Regions from separate parts of the Mus musculus genome. Here regions 1, 2 and 4 are each linked to region 3. The links are chromatin contacts, called in public HiCAR-type, HiChIP or PLAC-seq and promoter capture Hi-C maps. All regions are on one chromosome and are shown on one strand. The core of a region is the stretch at or near the end of the contact, and the rest is flanking DNA. Distances in the headings are between cores, read along the strand shown.

Evidence for each region. Promoter capture Hi-C pulls out the DNA fragments that hold promoters and counts their contacts. HiCAR-type assays count read pairs that join an accessible place to other places. HiChIP or PLAC-seq counts read pairs in DNA pulled down with a chosen protein or histone mark.
Region 1: a HiCAR-type map of astrocytes shows a contact between it and region 3, with 11 times the contacts expected there. The contact joins the promoter of Ube3a here to the promoter of Gabra5 in region 3. A contact is called at or near these places in 2 of 39 promoter capture datasets (cranial neural crest and maxillary cranial neural crest), 5 of 484 Hi-C or Micro-C datasets (cerebral cortex, cortical neurons and forebrain) and 7 of 115 datasets of contacts at active chromatin or transcription factors (astrocytes, embryonic forebrain, embryonic hindbrain and 4 more).
Region 2: an H3K4me3 HiChIP or PLAC-seq map of embryonic forebrain shows a contact between it and region 3, with 8 times the contacts expected there. The contact joins the promoter of Atp10a here to the promoter of Gabra5 in region 3. A contact is called at or near these places in 2 of 39 promoter capture datasets (hippocampal neurons and liver) and 3 of 115 datasets of contacts at active chromatin or transcription factors (astrocytes, embryonic forebrain and forebrain).
Region 4: a promoter capture Hi-C map of embryonic stem cells shows a contact between it and region 3, with 4 times the contacts expected there. The contact joins the promoter of Herc2 here to the promoter of Gabra5 in region 3. A contact is called at or near these places in 1 of 39 promoter capture datasets (embryonic stem cells) and 1 of 9 other capture datasets (embryonic stem cells).

The regions. Positions count from the first base shown.
Region 1 is chr7:59,227,046-59,230,034 of GRCm38.p6, forward strand. It overlaps Ube3a (ubiquitin protein ligase E3A), which reads left to right and starts at 1,705. Exons shown (of 11, transcript NM_001033962.2): 1 at 1,705-2,226.
Region 2 is chr7:58,656,859-58,659,706 of GRCm38.p6, forward strand. It overlaps Atp10a (ATPase, class V, type 10A), which reads left to right and starts at 1,344. Exons shown (of 21, transcript NM_009728.2): 1 at 1,344-2,057. The coding sequence starts at 1,597.
Region 3 is chr7:57,508,509-57,511,789 of GRCm38.p6, forward strand. Gabra5 (gamma-aminobutyric acid (GABA) A receptor, subunit alpha 5) reads right to left here and starts at 1,501. Exons shown (of 11, transcript NM_001362162.1): 1 at 1,232-1,501; 2 at 1-49.
Region 4 is chr7:56,048,800-56,051,791 of GRCm38.p6, forward strand. It overlaps Herc2 (HECT and RLD domain containing E3 ubiquitin protein ligase 2), which reads left to right and starts at 1,356. Exons shown (of 93, transcript NM_010418.2): 1 at 1,356-1,503; 2 at 2,057-2,149. The coding sequence starts at 2,078. It overlaps Gm34121 (predicted gene, 34121), which reads right to left and starts at 1,251. Exons shown (of 3, transcript NR_166588.1): 1 at 943-1,251.

The DNA of each region.
Region 1 (2,989 bases), core at 455-2,954, 1.7 Mb after region 3:
TTTCCTGCCTATGTTGGGGTTTCAGGCATGTACCTTTATGTCTAGCATTAATGTTTCTAAATTTTAAAAATGATAAATCAAAATACATGAAGTCCTGAACATCAGAGGCCCATATAAGAATACATATTGAACATTAAGTAAATAATTTCTTCAGATTGTTAAGAGAAATTAGTATTCTCCATGATCTCCATATAGAACTTGACTGGCACTTGGATATGTATTTCCTTTAAACTTTTAAGCTTTTTAGAAGTCTGGGCTGCTGGCTACATTTTGATAATTCACATGACTAGACCATGACCTTTCATTTTCAGACTTTTATTTAGGAGTGAATAGCTGAAAGCGTCTTCACATGCTGCAACAGTTTATGTACTTTACTTTTCTTAGCAGTCTAATGATTTTCAGTTTTGGTTTTGTATTTAAATAGTTTGCAAAGATAACTCTTTAAAGGGTTACATTTATTACTGGCCCCTTTCATATAATACAATGGTATTCCAAATGAGGATCTTTAATGGATGGAGAAAAAAAAAGAATAGAAAAAATTTAAAGTATCTTAAAATCTGATATAACAGTTGCACTTATTATTTATCCTGTAATAGTTTACACACACACACGCCTATTATTTTTTAATTTTAAAAAATTGCAAGCCTTTAATCCCAGCATTCAGAAAGCGAATCTCTGAATTCAAAGCCAGCCTGGTCTACAGAGTGGGTTCCAGGACAGCCAGGGCTTCACAGAGAAATCTGTCTTGAAAAACCAATAATAAAAATATTTTTTATAGTGGGGAGATCTTTCATATATATATGATGTGTATATATATATACACACACATACACACACATTATAGGAGCTGTAATAAACAGAAAAGCACATTAATACATGTGATTGTTACATTTTGAGCACTAGATGATTAAGGCTTACTAAGTTGCAAGCCAGGAAATAACATGTCAGCTAGTCTTTATAATAATTTAGTGTCAAAATCATTAACAACAAACCTAAGTTAAACCCTCACTCCGGTACCAACAAGTCACATGGCTCTAACAGGGTTCGGGTGTTCTGTAAATCAAAATTAGTCTCTATCCACGTGTGATCAAGCAAGGCGGTTTCTTCTCAGTTGACATCTACTGGAAGACAACACAGGAGGGGCTGGGCTTTTACCTACTAGTCTGGTAAGCCAGTGACATATCATGTTCTGGCAGAGGCTGATGGCCTTGTTTGCTGAAAGGTTGCCCAATCTCAACGCCTGAATCCTTTACTCGGACAGTTCGGATGAAAAGTCGTAAGGGTCAGCTCTAGCAACAAAACGCTTCTATGCCTCCTCGTGCCGCCAGTAGGCTACACCCTCTTGGCCTATTCGTCCCTCTGACTCCTGGGCTTTGCTAGGCTGGGTAGACCTGTCCGCTCTCGCGAGTACACCGAAGCACACTGGTCTATAGATTGAGTAAAAGGAGCAGAGGCTAAAAACACCAAGCCTCTCTCAGCCCAGTCTCAAGATGGCGACGATGCTGGCCAGCTTCCACCCAGCCCAAGGCCATCTCCCCTTCCCAAAGGCCCCTGCGCCGCAGGCGAAGGCGAGCTAGAGGAGGGCCCCACAGAGCTGCGATCGGGGCGGGGCAGAGCCCGTCGCCATCCCACGCACGCGCAACCCCGCCTCGCATCCCGCCTCCGGACTCCGAGCCCTCGCCCGGCAGGGTTGGCGCGCGCTGCCTGTCGGGATACTCGGTCCGCCCACCTAGTCCTCTCGTCCAGTGCTGCGTTCGCGAGATCCGTATTTCTCCCAAGATGGTGGCGCTCCTCTTTGGGTGACTCCAGGAGACGACAGGGCCTTTCGTCTTTGCCAGCACCTCGTCGCCCCTCCTGCGCTCGCTCTCTCGCTCGCGCACCGGGCCACGCAGCTGTTCACCGCCTCGTTACGCTTCTCTTCCGTCGACCTGTCGCTGACGGTGGCGCCTCCTTCTGCTTCTCTTCGGAGTTGCTCGCCGCCCTCGCCCCCCACTGTGGACAGATCGCGACAGCAGCGCTTCAGCGCCGACTTCAAGGTTGCCCAGGCGCCTGGCCTCTCGGCCTCGGTTTCCTGAGGAGAAGCGCGGGTCCCGCATGAGACCCGGCGGTGGCGCCAGCGAAAGGGAACGAGGCGGTGGCGGGCGGCGGCGGTGGACGAGGGCGACAAGGACCAGTGAGGCGGCCGCAGCTGCGAGGGCCGCAGCCCACGCGCGGGGGCGAGGACAGGTCAGTGCTGCTGCGGCTGCGGCCTGCCCGGCGCGCTCCCTCTGGTCTGTACCGCCGGTCCCCTCGTCACCCTCCGGCCCGCGCTGACAGGGTAGGCGCCGGGCCCTCACCCGCCTCCGTGAGCGAGTGCTTGGGGCGCGTGGTCTGGAGGGGCCGGTGCCAGGACTAGGCCCTGGTGGCTGCGGCTGCTGCAGCCTTAACTGTCAGTGCTGGCTGGACGCAGGAGGGAGGGTTTTGTCACCCACGGGTACCCGAGTGGGCCCGGGGTGGGGCGGACGTGCAGGGCGTCGAGATCGGGGGCCTCATCTAAGCAGAGATCGGAGAGCCAGCCGTGGCTTCAGGCTGCGAAAGGCAGGCCTTTTCCTCCAAAGGGGCGCTCTGGTGGGGAAGACATATTTAGATGTGTGCTTAGTGGGTTGGGGTATTGGGGGTGGATTGGAAGGAAGACGGATGAAGCGGCACCTCAAGCCCAAGGATTGCGCTCTGGTTTTATTCGTGTGCTGCTTCTGGTAGGATTCAGTAGTTGAACGTGAGTTACTGATTCCTCAGAAACTGCTGTGTTAATTTTCAATGCAAACCTGTAAGCAGTTGGCCTCCTCCTCTTCTCCCCTCCCCCTTTTCAGTTGAGAAAATGAAAAGGACGTTTTCCCCATTTTGATGCGGAGGCTTTTTGTTGGAAGAATCAGAGTTGAATGTGCTATAATTGCGTTAGCCTTAAAAATAGAAAGTATAATTTTAATAAGACTTTATCAGCTTTAGAAGA
Region 2 (2,848 bases), core at 94-2,593, 1.1 Mb after region 3:
CTTCTCTCTTCCCTCCCTCCCTCCCTCCCTCCTTTCCTTCCTTCCTTCCTTCCTTCCTTCCTTCCTTCCTTCCTTCCTTCCTTCCTTCCTTCCGTAGCTGTTACTTTACTCTTCTAATGCTGGATTCTATTGACTACTATGGGCTTGGTCAAGGATGATAACCTCCAATAGCTGGGTAGCATGTGAACCAAGGAGCACAAGGTTGGACACCCAAAAAGAGGGATAGGAAAAGACAAGTGATTTTTCAGTAAAGCCAGATCAGGACCCTCAGAGGAAGTACCCAAAGCTAGCAAATGGTGCTGAGGTAGGGAGAGAAAGGAAGGACTAGCCTGTTAAAGGAAGAGGCTAAGGTCCTCAAATCTGAACACAAAGTACCCCAAAGTTATTTCTCATTTATTTGCCAGCCATGCTCTCCTAGACCACAAATATCCCCATTTCTCATCTCTGTATCTGTAAAGAGGCACACGGAGTGGAAGTTGTGGGCCCCTACTTCACCTGTAGTATGCTTCCCAGCTCCTTCCAAAGTCACCTTCAATTTCCCAATATTCAATGTATGTAAACTCCTCTCTCCCATCAACAGGAAAGGAACCCTTTGCTCACATTCCCTCAGCTGCCCATCAGGCTCCCTCTCTGCCCAGTCTTTTTCTAGATCTCTAGAACAAAACTGCCCTAGGGAATCTCAGTCCTTGTTTACCAGGCAGGGAAACAGTGACCCAAATGTTTCTTTGGATCTATATTATAATCTTCTCTTCTATGAAGAAATTTAAAAAAAAGTCCTATTTGGGGAACAAAGAATGTTGAAGGTAATTCTAGAAAAAGAAAATTTCCAGTTCACCAAAAAATTATATCTGAAAGTAAGTGCAAGCTGGAGGGTAGGGTGTTTTTTTGTTTTTTTTTTTGTTTTGTTTTTTTTTGGGGGGGGGGACAGAAATAGTGACTTTATGGAGAGTACTTAGGTGGCAATGCGCTTTTCAAAACATAATTTGGAAACTGGAAAATCGGTATACTAAGGATTCTGGGTTTAACTTCAAATGACCCAGCCTTGAGGAGGTCCTAAACCAGCTCTCCAGACAACATTTCCTGGTCCTGGATCAAGTCTGTCTGCTCTAGTTAGAGCGCGCGGGCTAGGAGGGGATGGGGCGAACTGATACTCAGTCTTCCTCTCTTAGTGGCACAGTGAGTTTGCAAACTCTCTGGGACTAAACTGGATGCCTCAGAGAAACGAAAGTAAAGCTCTCTAAAGTTTCCAGCGCGGGCTCTTTTTGTTTCCCGCTATCCGCCCAATCTGAATCTGGGCGCTGAGTGAGGGCGGGGCAGAGGAGCCACCTCGGCGGAAACCGCCCAGGCCGCCTGGGTGGCGGGAGGGGACTGCGAGGGGAAGAGCGCCGAGCCGGCCCGCGACCTCCTGCCCGCGGGGACTAGTAGACCTGGAAGTCTGGACAGGCTGCGCGGGCTGGGCGGGGCTCGGCACGCTGACTGTGGTGTCTGTGCGTCCCGCAGGAGGGGAGTCCGCGCTGCCGCGCCCGGGCGGCGGGCGATGATCACCTAGGAGGCTGGCGCGAGCGGCAGAGGAGCCGGGCGCGGCGACACGCGGCCATGGAGCGGGAGCTCCCGGCGGCCGAAGAGTCCGCATCCTCGGGATGGCGGCGGCCGCGAAGAAGGCGCTGGGAGGGCAGGACGCGCACGGTGCGCTCCAACCTGCTACCGCCTCTGGGCACCGAGGACTCCACGATCGGAGCCCCCAAGGGCGAGCGGCTGCTGATGCGCGGCTGCATCCAGCACCTGGCCGACAACCGCCTCAAGACCACCAAGTACACGCTGCTGTCCTTCTTGCCCAAGAATCTCTTCGAGCAGTTCCACCGCCTAGCCAATGTGTACTTCGTCTTCATCGCGCTGCTCAACTTTGTGCCGGCTGTGAACGCCTTCCAGCCGGGCCTGGCACTGGCGCCTGTGCTCTTCATTCTGGCGGTCACAGCCATCAAAGACCTGTGGGAGGACTACAGCCGACACCGCTCGGACCATGAAATCAACCACCTGGGCTGCCTTGTCTTCAGCAGGTGAGCCAAACTGAGCATCCGAAAAAAGGGTGTTGAGTGTGACTTGCACGAGTCCAGGATGGCCCGCGGAGTAGCCTGGGCCAGGTGAAAATCATTCATCCTCAAAGATGCAGGGGTGCACACAGGTCCCCTGTTCCAGATTAGCACTAAACTTAATTTCTAAACTAGAACGAACCAATGGTTGGCATCTGGTTGCACGTGTTTAGTTTCATCCACATCTGCCCTTACCCTATGCCTAGAATATGATCACCTGAAGTCCTGGCCTCAATCCTTGGCCAAGTCACCATGGCATTTAACACACAGGAATTTATAGCTTGGTCTTAGATAATAGATGTTTTGGGACAAAAAGTTCTGATTCATCGGGCACAGATTAGATTGAAGGTCAGGCAAAAACAACAGTCCATCCATTTAAGTTAGCTATGATCCCGCCACAGTCTGGGTACCATTTTTTAGTCTCCTTGCTCCTTCTCCCTGACCCTGCCGGTGCCCCTCTCTCTCCCTCTGTCCTCCTTTGCCTCTCCTTTTCTTAGGCTTCTTCTTTCTCCACCTTGCTGCAGTGTTTTTGAGATAGGATCTCAATGTAGCTCAGGGTGATGACCTAGTGATGAGCTTCCTTCCTTAGTTTCCCCAGTGCTGGGACATGCCACGAGCCATCTTTTCCTTCCTTCCTTCTTTCCTTCCTTCCTTCCTTCCTTCCTTCCTTCCTTCCACCCCCCCTCTTTTTCCTTTCTCTTTCTTTCCTTCTCTCTCTTTTTCTCTTTCATTAGTTCTTTTTAAAATTAATTAGTTAA
Region 3 (3,281 bases), core at 251-2,750:
ATTTGCCACACGTTCAAAGCCAGCAAGCTGCTTCTTGTTCTGCAAGGTGCTGAAAGTGTGTGGGAAGAGGGGGAAAGGCACATGTCAGAAACACGTCTTCTATAGGATCGCAATGGTAGACTTGCCGGTGAGGGTCAGACTTTCTGGGTTGGCATTCTGCCCCCAGGACTACATGGCTTAGTAATCACGACACTTGGAACATATCTCTGTTCTTAGCTAGACGCTGGTTAGCGCAGTGGTAATCCAAGCAAGCACTGACCCTGGGCCAGCAGCAACCTTAGAGAAGGCACATAACATCTCAACATGCGCATAACGCAAATAGATGCTCAATGCACACGAGCAAGCCAGAGTTCCAAAAGAAACACATTTCTACGGAGACACCCCCCAACCCCAAAGTCCAGAACTGAAAAACCACACAACAGGTACTTCCATCTCGAAGGATAAGGCCCTCTGAGATTCCCTTCAAGAATAGAAGGCTGGCATGCGGTGGTCGCTTGGGCGAATCCTAGGGCTCGGCGCCGGTAGCCAGGCGAGTCTAGGCGGCGAGCACGCGGCGCCGCATGCAGGAAAACCCGGGCGGTGCCTTCTGCTGCCCCTGAGCCCCCGACTTCTCGATCCCCACAGCGAGACTGCTCTCCCTGGGGCCCCCCAGATTCCGGTGCGAGCTCACCAGTGCTGGCGCACAGCGCAGGTGGGATAAGGGGTGGCACTGCGGAGCCGCAGCCTCCGCCACCCCGCACCTGCTGCCGCTCCGCAGCGCCACCGGACACCTCTGGTGGTCCTGCCCTCAGGCTCGTCCCTCCAGACCTCCTTAGCCCCCAAGCCCGCCAGCTGAGCGCTCGGCAGGCAGCGCCTTCTTCCTCTGCTGCGCGCGGTGCAGTGGCGGCGCAGCCAGAGCCCGGCCTCGAGCAACCCGCGCGACAGGCGCGCGACACCAAGTGGGGCCCGCGCCCACCGCGCGCCCCTGCTCCTGAGCGGGAGCCGCCTTCCAGGCCGGCGAGCTCCACGACGGCCGCAAGCAGCAGCTCTCTGCTGTCCACCGCGAACCAGGAGGCGCTGCGCCCACAGCCCCGTCCAGCCGCGCCACCGGATCCCCTGCCCTCCGTGCTGGTGGCCTCCGCAGTCTCCGGGCAAAGTTTGCACTGCGGGATCCGAGAGCGCCCAACTGCCCTGCGCTCTTCCTGATTCTGAGGCCGGGGTGCCCGCAACGGTGGCCGCCGCAGCTCCTTACCCTACGCGCGGGCCCCGGCTGGCGAGCCGTCGGCGAGGGCGCATCCTGCTTCGCCGCCGCCCGCTGTCCCTGCGCGGCTGGCTGGTGCGGTGTCACCGCCCCATACTGCCGGAGCGAACTTGCCCGGCGCTCGGCGCCGAGGAGCCCCGGAGCCCTGCGCTCCCGCTGCCGCCTTGCGGCTCTGTTCCGCGCCGCGCCTGAGGCCGCGCGTTGCCCCGCTGCAGATTCCCCCAGCGCCCCCGGCGGACTCGCGCTCGCTCTCACCTCTCCAAAGCGCCACATGTCGTCTCTGGGTTTGAGGAACGTCCCTCTGCCTAGGCGCCCGGTAGAGGCCGCCAGACTCTCATCAAATGCACGGCCCCCGGCCCCCGCTCAGCCCAGGAAGCGGGCATGGGAGCTACTGTCTGACCCGCTTCGGGAAAGACCATGTTTCTGCTGAAGTTGCTTGTGGGCATTGGAAGCATATTTGGTTCCCCCTGGAATAATCGCTAGTCACCTTTTAGGACAGAGGAGGCAAGGTGTGGGGACTGACATCAGCATCTGTAACCTAGGTGGATGCTTATGTCAGGTAGGATGGCCAGCACTTTTTGTTCTAACTCAGGAGCAACCTTGAATTTACCCAGCCATTCTTTTCAGAAAGAAACTGGTGCAAGAGAACCCTCATCATTTAATTCACGAAGAGTAATTATTGCTGGATCTTACAGTGAAACCCTTTCACAATAGCAGTGCATGTTTAGGACGTTAGTGAAGACTCATTCCTTGATAAGCTATAGCATCCTTAATGCAGATACAGAGTATGGGGTCGCAGATATAAAAGTAGGTCACAGGCGGTGCAAAGCTTTTCTGTGCCCCTCTGGGGGCTGGAAGGAAGATATTACCTTCTCAGCGGGCACTTGCGGTTGATTAACGTGTTGGTCCAATGTCAGTATCATAGTTTATGCGAGACAAGGGCAGCCAGGACCAATTACGACTGGGAAGAAAAGGCCCTTTCAAATGTTACACAAACTGGACGCGGAGGCAGCTCCTTTCTCTACTGCAGTGTGTTGTTTCCACTGGAGTAAGCTTAGAGCTTGCTTAGCGTACAGAAAGCACTGGGTTCCATTCCCTGCGCTATGTAATCCCCGCACTGTTGGCATATGCCTGCAATCCCAGAACCCAGGAGGAAGAGCAGAAGCTCAAGGTTATTGTGCAGTCTACTGAGTTCTATGCCCTCCTGGTATCCATGCTAACCTGTCCAAAACAAAACAAAACACCAGAAAAGACTTGAATCGAAATCCTGGGGTTTGCTTCGGTGTTGCAAATTTTGTGGGGCACAGACTGTTCAGTGACTTCTAAGTGACAGCACGAACAGTCAAATCTCTCTCTCCCTGTTGGATCCTTCTTTAACAGCGCTGAGCAGAAAAGCCCACCCAAGCCTCTACCCATTCTCCAGTTGGGCCAAAGTACTTAATGGCACTTTTACACATTATAGAAACTCTGATTTTTCCAAAATGAGAACCTGTAAAATTATTTCAGAAACAGGATATAAGTATTACCTTTTTTGCACACATGTAATAGAGCTTACCATGACTATATAGTTAGCCATAGTCTTAAATGACTCTGAGACAAGGGATTCTTCTTGATAGAACATATTCATTCATTCAAGTGGCTTTTCTAAGATGGATAAATTGCACACATGGATTTCTCCATTTGCTGAGTTCTCTGAAGATGTGCCACTAGGATAAAGTTCCCTGAGTAGTCTATAGTTAAGATTCTGAAGGTCCCCTGAAGATTCGGGTTCTAGAGTCTTGATTACCTGCTAGTGAGGCAGGTGGGGAGTGGTGTTAGGTGCTGGGCCATCAGAAGTGTACCCTTGAAAGGGAATAGAGGGCAACCCCTCCTTTTACTGGTTGCTCCTGATGAGCACCATCCTGAAACCCTGCCCTCCCAGCTGCAGAGGACTAACTAGCCACAAACTCAGAGGCAATGCCACGGAAATCCCTAGGACTCCTCCTCAAAGGGACCTTTTCTTCTTGCAACTTGTCTATTCTGACTTTTTTTCATCATGGTG
Region 4 (2,992 bases), core at 106-2,605, 1.5 Mb before region 3:
GACTATGCCTCATGGATCAAAATGATGTGTTTGCTTGGTGTATTCTTGCCACACATGGGTTCTCTTGCCTCTATACCATGCTATGCAACATCAGAAATGCCGTCACCAGATACCAGTGCTATGCTCTTAGACTTAGCCTCCAGAAGTGTGAGGTACAAATGCCTGTATTTATTATTCAGTCATGTTGTTACAGCAACACAAAATGGACTACAAACATCGTTTTTTTAGAGCTAGCAGACACAGTTCTAAAAATGTACGTAGGTAAACATGCTTCAGTATGTGGAGGGACGAAGGGTGTCTTGCATGAGAAGGGAGCCTAAGGGCCAGAGATGCCTCCTCGGGTGTTACCTTCTACTGGTAATTATGCTGTCATGCCTCAGGTTCAAAGCCCTGTCCACCCTAACTGTATTTTGGATGTGGTTGAATTTGAAACCTTGTTCAGATACTTTTGAGTTGAAGCAGAAGTAAATTAGAGTCACACAGTCTTTGGGAGGTGTGATAGACTGTGGATCTTTTATACTGCTTCCTGCTGCTTGAAACAGAGATGTGATGTCTGAGCTATGGCAAATCCCTTGACCCTTGGGAGTGAGTTTGAAGATACATACCAAGGATGACAAAAGACAGGTATTTTAACGTTGCAACTGGGCCACCATACCACTGTGGCATATCCCTCATTGCTGCCTTCTAACACGTGGGAAAAAAATGAACCATCGTATTTAAAACAACAAATCGCACCCAGTTCCTATTTCAAATGTTCTAAGTCCTTTCTTTGCCTTCTCATGGAAAAGTTTAATTTCCACATGCTTGAAGATTATGTTATGTTTTATTTGTAGTTATTTGATTATTCCATGATGATCAGAGAACATATTTTGTGTGATTTTAATTGCTCTTTTCTTACTCCCGCACCCCCATTCCCCCAGGGTCTCTTAACCCAGAATTCACCTGCTTCTGCCTTCCTGGTGCCAGGGTTAAAGGCGAGTACTACCAGGCCCGGATCAATTACTTTTTCTTAAATTTCCTCTTCTGTCCACTGACTCAAAGGCCAAAAGGACGCTGTCGTTAAAGCACAGGGAGCCTCGAGAACCTCGTCCCGCTGCAAATACCTTACCAACTTCGGGTCCCTGGAAGCAAACACAGTCTGGGAAGGGTTGGGACTGGGCAAGCCAGCGTGCGTGCGCACAAGTCCCACCTCCCGGCGTCTGCGGTTGGCTCTCGCTGAGCGGGTGAGTCTCAAGAAGGAAGCTGAGTCGTGCTGAAGGAAGCGGAAGTTGGGGGAGGGGCGTGCGACGCTGCTCGTCCATTGGCTGAAGCCGTCTCTCACCCTTGCGCTATTGGGCGGGCGCAGCCATGCGTCAGCGTGCGCTTCGGGCCGCAGACTGGATCGCGAGCGCCGGCCGGCTCCTGCAGGGAGTGTTCCCTCAGCCGGCTGGCGGAGCAGGCGGCGCCAGGGCTGGCCGAGCTGGGCCGAAGGAGGGCGGAGGGGCCGAAGACGGGCGGCGCCAGGTCCGGGAGAGCGGGGCCCGGAGAGCGGCGGGCGGAAGGCGGGCGTTGGCGCGGAGGAACCAGGGCCTGTGCGCCTCGGAGGCCGCGCAGTCACGGCTGTCTTTTTAGTATTTAGGCGATTGTTGTAGATTTATCTGCAGACATGACTTTTGTTTATTTACCACACTCCGCCGGACTGCTGTAGGTATAGCGGCTGATGCACACTGGTGTCATTTGTCGTTGCGATAGTGAGTTTTTTTTCCTGACGTGTGTCTGTGTGTGTCCCTTTGGATTTAAAGGAGTGGGATGACATTGTGCAGTGGTCGCCGGTGACCACTGTAGGTCCGGCCGGCGTATTGGGAAATCCCAGCGACTCTACCTCTATTGGAAGTGGTATTTCCCTCCCTTCTCCCGTTCTGGGGCCAGCTTTCCCTCTCATCCCTCATCCTCTCGTCCCCTCCCCCAGCTCTCCTTCCCTGTTTTATGTTCTGTCTCGGCCGCGTTAAACAGCAGGATGGTGTAAATAGCAGTTTAAAGAAGCTCGAGGGCTCCAGCGTTTGTGTTTGACTTGCAGGTCTGACCACCCGGAGGAAACATGCCTTCTGAGTCTTTCTGTTTGGCTGCCCAGTCTCGCCTTGACTCCAAATGGTTGAAAACAGATATCCAGGTGGGGTGAACATGGTTTTCTCTTTTCTTTGTGTGTTCCTGTCTCTATAAAAAATGTTTGCTTGAGGAGAATGTGTGAGTGAATGGCAATTAGATCTTGTCTTAGGAAGATTATTTCTTATAATTTACAATGTGACATTTATTATGACTGTTGAAGAGATGCTATGTGGTTGTGGCTTAATTGAAGTTAGTTGTAAGTGCAAGAAACTTGAGATCCAGTTATGCAATTTTTCAGTATTTTTATTCTGGAGGCTTATTTTTATTTGTTTATTTTTTTAAGACAGGGTTTCATATTCCCAGGCTGGCCTTGAACTCCTCAGTGTAGGTGAGGATGACCTGACATCCGATCCTTTTGCCTCCACCTCTTGAGTGCTAGCATTGCAGCACCTTAACACCTTGCTGGGATTATGTGGTATAGTTAGGCAGGTATTTTACCAGCTGAACTCCATCCCAGGTCCTGCCAACATTCTTAATCAAGACTTGACTGTTGTTTGTTTCTTTTTCTTTTTTTCCCCCCTCTTATTTTTAGAAAGGGTCTCCCTGTTAACTCACTGTGCCTGGCTGGCCTCTGCATCCTGAGTCCTGGGATGAAAGGCATGTCCTGATATTTTTGCTATTGATTTTGTATGTCCTGATACTATGCAGGGAAGCAGGAAAGTGATATGTAGTTAGCATTTTCTGCGATTTTGTATTTGTTCTCCCGGAGAGGTGACAGTTTAGATGAGCTGTTGGTTTTATATGTCATCTGTAATTAAGAGAAATGCTCAGATTTTCACACCAGGAACAAGAGAAACAGAATGCTGGCTTGTGATGGTAATGTTTAATAAAGTAATTACAAGTGTTA